2 separate regions of the Capsicum annuum genome follow, and region 2 is linked to region 1. Evidence: chromatin contacts called from public Hi-C data. All regions are on one chromosome and are shown on one strand. The core of a region is the stretch at or near the end of the contact, and the rest is flanking DNA. Distances in the headings are between cores, read along the strand shown.

Region 1 (6,839 bases), core at 2,193-4,692:
TGCTTTCAGTTTAGTAGTTAATTGGGGCTTGTCCCATCAACTCTTATTCATCCAGTTTTAGAGGCTTTCGGGCACTTCAGACAGTCAGTCAGTTTGTCATTAGTTTTATCAGTTTCAGACAGTTGCTTTCCGGCAGTTGTTTACAGATTTATGATTCAGAAATGTTTTAGGACTTAAAACCTTATGGAGTATTCAGATATTCTACACATGTTATTTTGTTGTTGTTATTCAGTACACATAGCAGGTACTAGCCATGGGTTAGCTTGTGGTCACTTGTGACTGTAAGCACTGTGTGGCGTCCAGGGTGTACTCCCGGGCTATTACAGTGGTAGTCCCAGGGTCCTCCACATCAGTATAACACTTGGGATATGGCAAAAATGGGTGAGTCATCCATCTTTCGGAAGGTATTTACTTATATGTTGAGTCTTTCAATATATGGTCCAATCGGGAGCTTTTTTCCAATCTAGATAGTAGTTTTCATTAGAGGCTACGTAGACGAGAGTTGAGTATTGTATTATCATAATTGCGTTGATACATTTTGGATTATAAATTTCCATTGAATATTATTATATCCTTCCACACATTAATTTATCTATGGATTATGGTTATGATACATGCTAAGGGGTCTCTCGGGCCTTGATGGTTTGAGATACCCGTCGCGGCTAGGGCCTCGGCTCGGGTCATGACAGTTTTTGATATATATTTCAGATGTGATTATGTTATAATATTGTATTACTTTATCCCTAGTATATGGTTAGTCTCTCAGTGTTTAGCAATGACGATGGATTAATCTATAAATTTCTAAGGATTTAAAAATGTCCTAGGAGATTAAGGACTGTTGTGGTGTCCCGGGGTGTGATTAAAGAAGAAATATCTAAATACATAAACTAAAGAGAAAGAGATGAAGGGGGTAATAAATTTTAAAAAAAAAAAGTATTCATTTGGGAGAAAAATTACTTTTGATAAAATCACTACTACACATGATTAAAGATTTTGAAGAAGGAAGTACTGAGTAGGATATTACATCATATTTGAAATAAACGAATGTGAGATTTTGGTAGTTCTCACATCAAATTTTTTTGTCAATTTTTTCTTTAATTTATATTTTAATTACTCTATAAATTTTCATCCATTTTGATAAATTTGAACAATTATATGGGTTTATTAAATTCTATAAAAGAGATGAGTCGTGAAAAAATAATAGTGACGCCATAAAAACTATTTATACACTCAAATTTAAAATTAGACCAAGAGTTTATTGTCTTTCTATTTCACAGAAATTTTTGTTAATCTTACCTCAAATTTTTATTTTTCCTAACAAATTTATAATGGGCAAATAATTAAAGTATCGTGGCATTCCCTTTCTAACTTAGTACATGCTTAATTATTAAATAATTATATATATATGTAGCTAAAAATATTTAAAATTTTAATTTAAAAAAAAATATAATTTAACCCTACAAATATTAATGATACTAAATAATGAAAAATAAGAGTAATTCTTTTTCATATTTTTTGATAATGAATTTTTTAAATAAAAAATGATATTATCAACATTTTATAGAATTTATGAAAAAATAAGTGATTTAACATGAAATATTAAAGTTTCCTGCACGTTTAAGAAGTATCTAACATAAATTTCTTAACATGTATTTGAGAAAAAAAAAACTTTGTTTTATAAAAAAATAGTAACTTTTTAATTTCGTTTGTATGATTTAATATGAAGGAAAATCTAAAAAAAAAAAAAATTGTTGAATAAAGTTTTTTAATTATTTAATTAAATTCTATCATTATTTATAAGTTAACTTTATTGATGTAATCATACAATAATCTACAGTGTTAAACATTTATTAAATTACTTTGAATGTCAGAATTATTTTTTTTATATAATAAATAGATTAATCAATATAAGTTTAATTGTGAAAAAATTAATGAAAAAGAATTAAGAAAAAAATGATGAAGTTAATTCAACATAATATAAAATTTGATTTGGATCATTAATGACTTTAACCTTCAAAACTACTAGTAAAATTAAAAGAAAAATAGTGTTGGTTCATGCATGTGATTGAGATTAAAAAGAAAATCTAACATAAACTCTAAGAAAAAAAATTATTCTTTTAATTCACAAAAAAAAATTATTTGATTAATATTAAAAATATTGAGATATGTTCAAACTATATTTACAATTAATATAATGTCACAAAAATAAAAATAAAAATAAAAATAAAAAAAGAATAGCAATAAGATTAAAAAAATAAGTTTACAAATACAAAGTTTGACGTCTGTGTAAAATTTATTTCTATGATATGATAGAACTTTTATTTCAATGTATGTGATCATAGTTCTCCTACCAATATAATTTTCATAAAAATAATTAAGCTAAATAAGATGAAGGATATTTTTGTAAATAGTCTATCTATTCTTAGAAAGAATTTAATACATATTATTTTTAGTACCACAAATCAAACAACCACTAAAAGATAATATCGGAATATCTAATTTCAAGACAACTAATCACAGTATAACTAATCCCAGCATAACTTATTTCCAAACCAAACGACTCCTAACAATATATTTCATCCGTCCAACTATATTTTTTCACTACTGATTTGAAGACAAGTTAAGAAGCAAAATAAATAATTAAGTGTAATTTTACTATATCATTTTTTGAATATAATACAAGTCAAGAAATGCATTGAATGATTGATCGTATTTAATAGTAGGGGTAAAATGTATAAAAATAAATAAATTATTTATAGATTTTTCAAAATAAAAATGAACAAATATTATTCGACATTTATTTTAATATAATGAACAAGTAAAAAATAAAGAATGAAGTAATAATTACTATAATTATAATGACAAAATGTAATCCATTATAAATAAGACTATATATATATACTCCAAGTCATGCTAGCTGCATCATTTACACAAAGAAACCCCAATGGGGTCTTATAATTGGAGTCCATTTCCCATCATTTCACTTATGTTCCTTTCTTAATCATCCTTATTTAATATCATGATTTGTTGTTCTTTTAATATGAATATTATTAGCCTTCCATTTGTGTCCGTTACTAAAGAGTAAAGAATGTTCACCTACAAGTTAGCTTTACACTTTATAGTATCACAAAACCATAACGCAATTAGTGGAGGAGATTTATAATTACTTAATTAGTGTTTTTCCCTTGAGCTCACAGTGGAGGATTGCTCTCATTATTTCTTCTTGTTAGTCTCTACTTCTTTTGTTCGGTTAGGCACTAATGTGTAATGATTATTTCATGATAGTTGATTGATTAATATATTACCGTTATTTCAATATTGCTTGCATAATTGAAAGAGTAATAATGCTGTATTAAATGTTGTGTAGCACTTATTACTGGTAGGGTAAATGAATTGATGGGCTCAGCATGAGTACATGACTAATGATATTTACTGATGGGTCAACTTTTCACTCAGGCCCAGCCCAACACGAAAACTACAATGTCAAGAACAAACATTATATTTTGGACATAATATCACACAACTTATCTTTACTAAACTACATAAAAATTTTACCTTTTTTATTAATCTAAAATTTACATATATACACAAACTAAAGTTACCTTATTACATTAAATTCCAATTTGGTAAAGTATTTACACAAATCCCAAACAAATTACATAAATTCTTTTTTTTTACTTTCTCTCTCATAAACCTTATACATCTAAAACACGGTAATTTCTTCCGTATTTTGCTCCCATATGCTCCCATTACACACCTGTATTCTCCTCCATATTTGAAACCTTTTTTTCACGGCAAATTTCAAGTAACGTATACTTGGAGGTTACCAAGTTGTAAGTTTTCAAGCTTTAATTGAGTTTACTGATTTACTTTATTTTTTTTATTTCAACTTTACCAATTCAGAATTTTTTTTCGTTTATTCTTTGGTTGCATGTTGGTTTGTATGAAATTACCGTATTTAGCAATCATATTCAAGTTTCGTAGTTTGATTTTTTTTTATTTTTCTGCATATACTACAAGTTAGATCTTTGATTTAATTGGTTTGTAGTTTCTTTTGCTTAATCGATATAGTGTAAAATTGGTAATGGATTCTCATCCTAACTTTAGTTTAGGACTTAGTCAGTTAGATTCTCAAAAACAAGATATTTTCGTTGGTTTTGTTCCATGTACATTTGATTACGAAGAACCCAATTTCATAGAGAATCGTTCAAAGCATCGGAACGATCCGACAATAATGAAGAAATTGAAGGAAGTGGTCATTTCTATATCGAAGAAGTAAGGTTCAAAAGTGGCAAGTAAGAAGAAGGTTGATGATTCTGGTCGACCACGTCTTCCGAAGGTATTGATTAAATTATACATTACTTATTTTGGAAGACTAATGTATAATATTACTATTCTGATATATATATTGAATATGTTATACATTGAAAGTTCTTATTACATATAAGAGGCATTTTATGTTTTATGTGGTATTATAGAGTAGAAAGTTTTTATATTGTATAAGGTGTTTATACATTCTGAAAAGCTTATATGTCATACATGTTTAAGGTGAAAATGTGTAGTATGACATTATACATTACTAATTTTGGAACACTAATGTATAATAGTACTATTCTAATATATATATATATATATATATATATATATACATATATACATATATATTCAATATGTTATACATTGGAGTTCTTATTACATATAAGAGACATTTTATGTTTTATGTGGTATTATACAGTTAGAAAGTCTTTATATTGTATAAGGTGTCATTATACATTCTAACAAGCTCATATGTCATACATGTTTAAGGTGAAAATGTGTAGTATGATATTATACATCACTTATTTTGGAACACAAATGTATAATATTAGTATTCTGATATATATATTCAATATGTTATACATTGGATGTTCTTATTACATATAAGAGACATTTTATGTTTTATGTGGTATTATACAGTTAGAAGGCCTTAATATTGTATAAGGTGTCATTATACATTCTGATAAGCTTATTTGTCATACATGTTTAAGGTGAAAATATGTAGTCTAACATTATACATTACTGCATTTTATTTTTTAACTGTATAAGTTCCCCTCATATATGTGTAACTGTTGTGTAATTAGGGTCTTTTTTTTTTATTTTTTCAGGGCATGAAATACCATATTTACAAAGTCCCGGATCACCCATTGCATATCGGTAGCTTATGTAACCATACTTTTGGTGAAGACATAAAGACGTCTTTCGGAAAAGATGTTTTAGGGGCATTTAAGAATACAATTTTTTGGGATATTTCTCGACTTGTCTCAGTCCAACTAGATAGGCCAGATTTCAAAATATCTCCTTATGCTACAAATCCAATAGGATAATAAGGACGAGATTCATGTGTGGGTGCAGGGGAACATCCTGAAATTTACGATGCTTGAATTTGTCATTATCACCGATGACCGGTGATATTGATGAGTATATGTATACTTCATCGGCAAAATTCTCTTTGATGTCGAAGTATTTTCCTGACACTGAAGGTGGAATAATTAGGTCAAAACTGATAACACATGTGAAGATGAGAAACTTCGATAACTCTGAAGATGCTCTGAGCCTTGCGATATTATTCTTTGTTAATACATTTCTGTTTTCTCTTCATCACGAAGCACCCATTAGTTTATCTCACTTTCATATGGTCGAGGATAATCGGTACAAACACTTTCCATGAAAAAAGATTACATTTGAAAAGTTGATGAACTCCTGGTGGCAGGATTTCAGAGTCGCAAAGCAGTTATATTCGTTGGGTGGAATGCCACATGTTCTAAATGTTTGGATGTTTGAGTGTTTCTCTAGGATAGATAAAAAAATTGTTTTGTGACGAAGAAACATCATCCCAAGAATACTCAACTGGTCTGTGGAGTGTACCAGACCTAAGTATGAATCTTTTATGTCTGGCTTGTTCAGTAAGGTAATTGTATAACGTGTTAATTATTTTCAGTTTCAAGTCATTTTATTGACGTGCAAAGATTTCATTTTGAAATTCATTTTTTCAGTATTCTTACAAGAATTTACAACTTACAAGCGAAGAAGTTCGTAGTTTAAATTTGTTTTTTTCCAAAGATTTTGAGATATTTGATCCAACATCTGCTGCTTTCATATCTGTTGCTCGAACGTTGAAAAGGTCAGTTGATGAAGATCAACTACATGTTATCACTGTAGCTGAAGACTTTGATGATTTCAACACTATACCAACACGAAAATTTCTAAGAAAGGTTAGTTTAGCTTTACCTGTATCGCCTGAACAAGCATCGAAGAGAAAAAAAACAATTATGTTTCAGAAAGTTAGTCCAAGGGTGACGGATGAAGAGAAATCTACACGTGCTCATTCAGTACGTTATGTGTCTGGTATGTTTTCTAAAAACCAAGAGGAATCAACAGATAAAAGAGAAATTGGTGTGTCTCCTAAGCGTGACCAACTCAAGTTTGTTCCTTTATCTTCCACAACGCCTGAAGGGACTTCAAAGTTTACTTTAAATATGGAGGAGATAAAGACTTACATCAACACATATGTAAGTTAAATTTCTTATTGACAATTTTTCTTTTTGAAAAGTATGAGGTATTTTGAATATTTTATTTTTTCTTTACATTATAAGGTTGATAAATAGATTGTTAAGCTGAAAACACTAATCTCCAATATACCTGCTGAGGTCGTTAAAGCTTTGAAGAAAGAGGAAAATAAAGAATCACTGGTATAAAATATTATTTCGTTCAATTTTCAATTACTTTGATGAAATGCTCATACATTCGTATTATTCATGTTATATAGGAGGAGAAAATTATTGATCAATAACAAGGTCCCG
Region 2 (6,466 bases), core at 3,614-6,113, 170 kb before region 1:
TTGCTAGATTTTATTCAAACTGCATGTTGGATCAGTTGAAAGTCACAAAACTTGTACTTGCCAAAGTGTCGAAAGATAATTGCTTTATGTTTGTTTCATAGGTTAATAATACCAACATGATAAGATATTTAATTAAAGAATGAACTACAAGCAGAGATAGAAGCAGATACATGGAGAGATGCCAATCAATAATGCAGTACACTAGACAAGTAAAAGAAAGAATTTGTAGTGTTCAAGTAGCTGTGAAAAGTTGGAGTATGCTGACTGACTTGGTTGCAAGAACCAAAACTCAAAACTAGGGACAAATGGAATAAAGAATTACTAATTATTTGTATTTAGCTACTAATTACATGTATTCTACTAAGAATTTTGTGTTGGCTTCATGCAATTATATCAAGAGTGATAGTGAATCTTCCCTCCTGCGGCATAACCTTTACTTGTCACTTCACATATTCCTTAACTACTGCAACCATTTTCAGCAGCTCCTGGGTGCAGTATCTGCTACTTCCCTTTTAACTCAAATAAATAGCACTGCAGCTGAACTATACCATCTTTCCCATGGTGGAATGTGCCACTCTGACAACAAGTGGAGATGTTACCCATGTTCTTTTGTTCCTCCATGATAAGGACCCGAAGACATATCCCTGAGTGGGTGCAGCCACTTTGAAAGTCACCGTGAAATTCATCTTCTGGTAATATCTAGTGAAAGTTAATCTTCTGGGAACCACAGTTACATTGACACCCCTTGGTGCAAATATAACTGCCTTATAAATGCTTCTTGGTTTTCCCACATTAGTAACAGTTCGAGTTACTGAATATTTGCTTCTGAGATTTGGTACTGTGATGGAGGGATAATTTAGTTCATTTGGTGATGCAAAGGTTTGATCACACGTGCTGTTGTCCCTTGTAATTAGATGCAGAGATTTTTCGTCATAACCAATTGAACAAAGAAATGCTCTGTAATCTGCTGGTTGTGCATCATATATAAGACCAGGATCCAGGACTTTCGTCGGGTTAACAAATCCAGAACCAAAATCAAATGGATTAGCCTTCTTCCCTTCAGGATCTACTATTATTGGTTTGTGATGCATATCTGACAGTTTGGCTGCATTAGCATTCATGAAATTAGATTATTATGTAAAAGTTGCACACAAACAGTTTTTAAGATACAAAGCTCAAACAAAACCAAATCTTGATCTTCTCCTCAGCCTTTTCTTTCTTTATAGCAAACCTCAGACTCGAGAGTTGCATTTATAACTTCCTATAAATCAACCTTTAAACCAATGCAAGCAGATGAAATGGGCAGATCCTAAATGCATGGATCAACTAATTAGATTATGTAAAGCATCTATTTTACCTGTTGTCATGATGGCTGATTTGATTGCAGAGGGAGACCATGACGGATGCACAGCTTTTAATAAAGCAACAACTCCTGATATGTGAGGGCAAGCCATGGAAGTTCCAGAGAGAATGTTGAAGTTCAACCTAGAAACTGCTGGGGACCATGCTGCCAGGATGTTTAATCCAGGAGCAGCAATATCAGGCTACAAAGACAGAGATGCCAAGTTAAAAGAACTAATCCAACCACGTGGAAGACCCTGGAAGAAAATCTCAGGATGCAACTTACGACTTTGTTGGTGTAGATGATAAAAGAAAAGTGTGATCGATGTTGAAACAAGTAGCAGTTGAAAGACAAGTCTCTAAAATCTGATACTATTTTACGCAAACAGATTACCTTCAAAATTTCTGGTGTTAGAGAATTAGGACCTCTGGAAGAAAATGCTGTTACGCGAGGAGCAGGTTGAGCTCCCAAAACAGTTTTAGCAGAGAGAATCCTTGCCGTAGGGAAGCTGTTAATACAAAAAAGATTGGAAATTGGATGAGATGAGTGCTAATAACAGCAAAGAATACTAAAACTAATATCAATCCACTAAGAGGGAAGTGAACCGTGTATTATTAATGTAAGCTAGAATCTTGTTTCCAATCCTTTTCCCGACAGTTGCTGCTGGAATGGTGAAAGGAATGGCCACACCCTTGTCTGCTTCATCAATAAGGATCATCCCAACTGCACCAGCTTTTTTTACTGTATTGCTTTTCTCTAGCTTTGATTCACTTGAGCTTCCAGCATGTCGACACACAAGGACCTTCCCTTTGGCCTTAGTTCGATTCAAAGAACTATCTAAGCAATAACTAGTGGAAAAGAGAAGAAGGAAAAAGTACTTCAATATAATTGTCAGTGCATAGATATCTACATTTAACAAACAGCGAAGTACCTCTGCTTCACCTGGATTGATAAGGAGTGAAGTATCCAGCATAAGCTTCAGAAGCAGGTATGATTCTTGCAGATGTATTCATTTGAGATGAGCTAAGACTTTCACCCTTCAAAATTTCCAGAACATAATGAGGAGAGAAAGAAATTGAATATTACTTAACATGTAAACTATCGAAAAGTGGGATTACCGTGATTTGAACTCTATTGCTTAGTATAATATCAGATGTAAAATCTCTGTCAGTTGAACTGGCTGCAACAGTAATCATCCAGGGAGCTAGATTTGTGGCTGAACCAGAGGTTCCTTCATTTCCAACTGAGGCCACCACAAGTATCCCACGGCTAACAGCATGAAATGACCCCACAGAAATAGCATCATTGAAATAATCTCCTTGGGGAGCATCAGGGCCCAAAGATAGAGAAATGACATGAACCCCATCTCTAATTGCATCATCAAATGCAGCCAACAAATCAACATCATAGCAACCAGAACTCCAACAGGTTTTGTACGCTGCTATCCTGGCCATTGGGGCACCACCTCTGGCTCCTCCAGATGCCAAACCTTTGTAATTCATATTAGCTACGTAACGCCCTGCAGCAGTTGAAGCTGTATGACTTCCATGACCAGTACTATCCCTCGGAGACTTAAATAACACTGTCTTTCCATCATCTTCTTCAGCTGCATAGCCACTCATATAATATCTAGCCCCAATTATTTTCCTATAAAAGACGAAGTTCTTATTGCACTTATCATCCACTATATAACAAAACATTAAACTAAAAGAAATGATCGGCAAATAAAGGAAACCTGTTGCATGTTGATGTATTGAATACTTCCCCTGATTGGCATTGTCCTTTCCATCTAGTTGGCACTGGAGGCATGTTGGTGTCACTAAAACTTGGAGACTCAGGCCAAATTCCTGTTTCAGTAAATGTTTAAGAGCTTAACCTCAAGATCTAATTAGTTCAAAAAACAACAGAAACAAGGAAGCTGGGGACCAGGTTAAAGATAAACTGATAAGGTTGTGGACAGAGAGATGACTTTGTATTGAAACATGTCACTCTAATGGATAGGGCCCCTTCCCAAAAAGTACATCAAGCAGTTCAACAAATGCAAAGAAGAAACTGGGAAGTTGAGAAATTGAATAAACTTGGGCTAAAGAAAATCTAAGCAAACATATCCCATCATTGCCAAATGATTGAAACAAGAATTGATTGATAAGTGATAAAACTTCTACAACAGTAGATGAAAAGGAATCAGAATACTAAAGGAACTACTTTCCCCATGTTCAAAAGTTCAACCACATGACAAACTTAGCACTTTCTCAAAGTTATATTATTGTACTCTTCTTAAGAAAAGTAACAAAGACAATAGCCTTTTACGTGACGACTTGGTTTGTGCCATCCATCACTAAACGACCATATCTTTCACCTAACTGGGAAAAAGATTGCTGCAATTAAGATAACTTGAGCTAGTGGAACAAGAGAAATCACCTGTATCAATGAAACCAATGATTACATTAACTTGGTTCTTGGTGGAAAAACCTGGGATTTCCATTGTTTCATCATCACTGAGTCCCATGAAATCCCATGAATGAGTTGTATGCAGATTCCTCTTAGTATTAGGAAATACAGATACCACTCCAGGCATTTCTGTTTCGTTTCAACATTAAAGACAAATTTTCGTATCAATCTCAAATAGTGGACTGAGTGCAAACCATCAAAGTAGGTAAACAAAAGGGCAACCCGATGCACTAAAGCTCACACTATGCATCACGGGGTTCGGAGAAGGGCTTACTGGACATTTCAGAAGCCTGTGCCTCAGTCAACTTGGCTGCAAAGCCTTTAAAACCATGCCTATAACTGTATACATGAGAAGTCTTGGCTTGTTCAACGCTGCAAAGATTACCACTTAAGTTTTTTTGCCAAAAACAAAACCAGGAAAAAAGGGCAAAAAACTCATAGCCAAAAGTAAAGAAAAAAAAAAAAGAAAAAACTTACTTTCCTCTATGAATAGCAGTAAGCATTTGATGATTTTGCCTTAAAATTTCATCTGGGTGTTCATCATTATCTTTGCTTCCCATGTACACCACATATAACTGAACAAATAAAAAATCAAAAACTCAAGAACTTCACCAACTATTCACCTTTTCTCAAAACATCATTCAAATATACATCCTTAATAACAGCAAATAAAAACCCATGTTTCCATAGAGCCAAGATTACCTTTGAAGAAAAGCAGAGACTAATATGTCCAAGAAAAACACAAAGAAAGAGTAAAAAGAGAGTCTTTTCTGAAACACCCATGTCCTATTTTTGTTGTATGAGGCTAGTAAAAGAATGTGTTATCAACTGCAAGAAGGAAAAAGATGATATTTTATAGCAAGACAAAACAGAGAGAGAAAGAGAAAGAATGATTTGAAATAAAGAGAGAAGGGGGAGAGAGATTGATTATTCAGTGTCACAGGTATACTGTGGTAGTAGTAGTAGTCGTACTACACAAGTATATTTTTCTGTTATACAAAATTAGTATAGCGTAAAACAGTATCAAAAAAAAAATAAAAAAAATTCGTCACCCCATTATAGTGAAAAATCTTGTAGCACTGATACAAGGCATCAAAAAGAAAATGGAAACGTGAAGACTAGAGAGGGGAAGATAGTGGTGAGTTTGCTTTAAACTGAACCAACCACGAGGGACTCCACTACGTAAGGGAGAGACCGCAGCAACAGTTAGTCAGTAAGTAGACCGTTATAAAGGAAAACACCATTATTCCATTCTTGTTTCTAGTAATTATTCCCTTGCTCTTGTTAATTCGATATATTTTATTAATAATGTTAATGAATTGCTAAAGTAGATTGATTAATGAAATATCTATTTTTGATATAACGATGGTGTAAAATTAAATGAAGAGGATAATTAGAAGTGCTACGTGTCCGTGGAAACGCTATTATTACAGGTGATAATAGTATAGAATAATAGATGCTGAACCAAGGAATGTGGAGAAAGTAGTAGTACTAGTGGCTACTGCTCCTAGTAGGATATCCCCCAATTTCCACTCATTATTTTGCCCATTAACCAATGTTAATTCTTCATGGCTTCTTTCGCATGGTCAAGACAACAACAACAAACTCAGTGTATTTCCATAAAGTGAGGTTTGGGGAGGTAGAATGGACTAGGTTTGGGGAGGTAGAATGTATGTAGTCCATACCGCTATCTCTAAAGAAGTAGGGAGACTATTTTTGATAGACCCCCGATGGCTTCTTTCGCATCATGAGGTTGATATATTCCTCCGATTCAAGTAACACTATTTAAGTATTCTCTTCGTTTCGGAGTTTAAGAAAATATATATATATTTTTTAATTTTGTGGTTCTAAATTAAATTATATCAAATGTACTGAATGTTTTTAATCTTGTGGTTTTAAATATATTATATGAAAAGTTGAAATTAAAGTATTTATATAAAAAAAAATAATGCTTTTTTTAAATGAATTAAAAAAAAATAAGTTATCTTTTTTTAAAACGGAGGAGGTACAAAGATTTTTTAGAAAAAAAAGATATAAAAAATTTTGAAATTTGTGATCTATAATGTTATTTTTTGACTATTTTTCTAGTATAAATTCTAATTACTTTTTTTAATATTTAAAAGATGACTTTTATGATTAAATTATTTTAATTATAAAAAATAATATTCTTTTTGAGACAAAAGTAAAAGAAAAGTGTGCCATTTGACTTGGAAGTTGGAACAAAAGGGGAATTATTTTGGATAAAAATATGTTTTTACGCAATCAGTTTAATTATTAATTATGCCAATTATGTGTAGTTACCTTTAAGCGAACGGGTTATTTTTTACATGGATGCAGTAACCTTTTTGATATGTACACGGAGGTAAAACGATACACAAGTTAATTTATAAAATTAAACTAGTAATATTAAAAATTAAAATAAAAGAAAAACTTGTTTGATTGTATTAAAAATAGTATTGAATATAGAGTATTAGGAATATTGAGATAAAATTATACAAGAATTATTTCTTATTCACTATTTAGTTTAATGTATTAAAAATAGCATACGTGATATAATATTTTAAAAAATATATTGGTAGTTATAAAAATACCTTGCACATTCCTTAGTTATGTATACTATGAGTGATTTTAAGGATAATTTTATCTTTAATCACACATAAGTTACGAAAGCTG

Evidence for each region. Hi-C and Micro-C count contacts between places; a contact is called where the count stands out from the background.
Region 2: a contact with region 1 is called in a Hi-C map of placenta, with 4 times the contacts expected there. The contact joins the promoter of LOC107858871 here to the enhancer-like site in region 1. A contact is called at or near these places in 2 of 5 Hi-C or Micro-C datasets (leaf and placenta).

Annotation. Positions count from the first base shown.
Region 1 is chr2:104,133,589-104,140,427 of UCD10Xv1.1, reverse strand. No RefSeq gene overlaps it. Among protein-coding and RNA genes, the nearest start is that of LOC107858870, 32 kb to the right of the region's middle. Within about 2 kb of position 3,442, at least 1 of the 5 cell types and tissues checked has an H3K27ac peak or open chromatin away from gene starts, as enhancers often do.
Region 2 is chr2:104,305,350-104,311,815 of UCD10Xv1.1, reverse strand. It overlaps LOC107858871 (subtilisin-like serine-protease S), which reads right to left and starts at 4,863. Exons shown (of 12, transcript XM_047406582.1): 1 at 4,846-4,863; 2 at 4,496-4,621; 3 at 4,271-4,368; 4 at 4,068-4,165; 5 at 3,764-3,922; 6 at 3,078-3,189; 7 at 2,461-2,989; 8 at 2,285-2,379; 9 at 1,948-2,190; 10 at 1,736-1,850; 11 at 1,358-1,544; 12 at 211-1,105. The coding sequence starts at 4,576. The coding sequence ends at 543.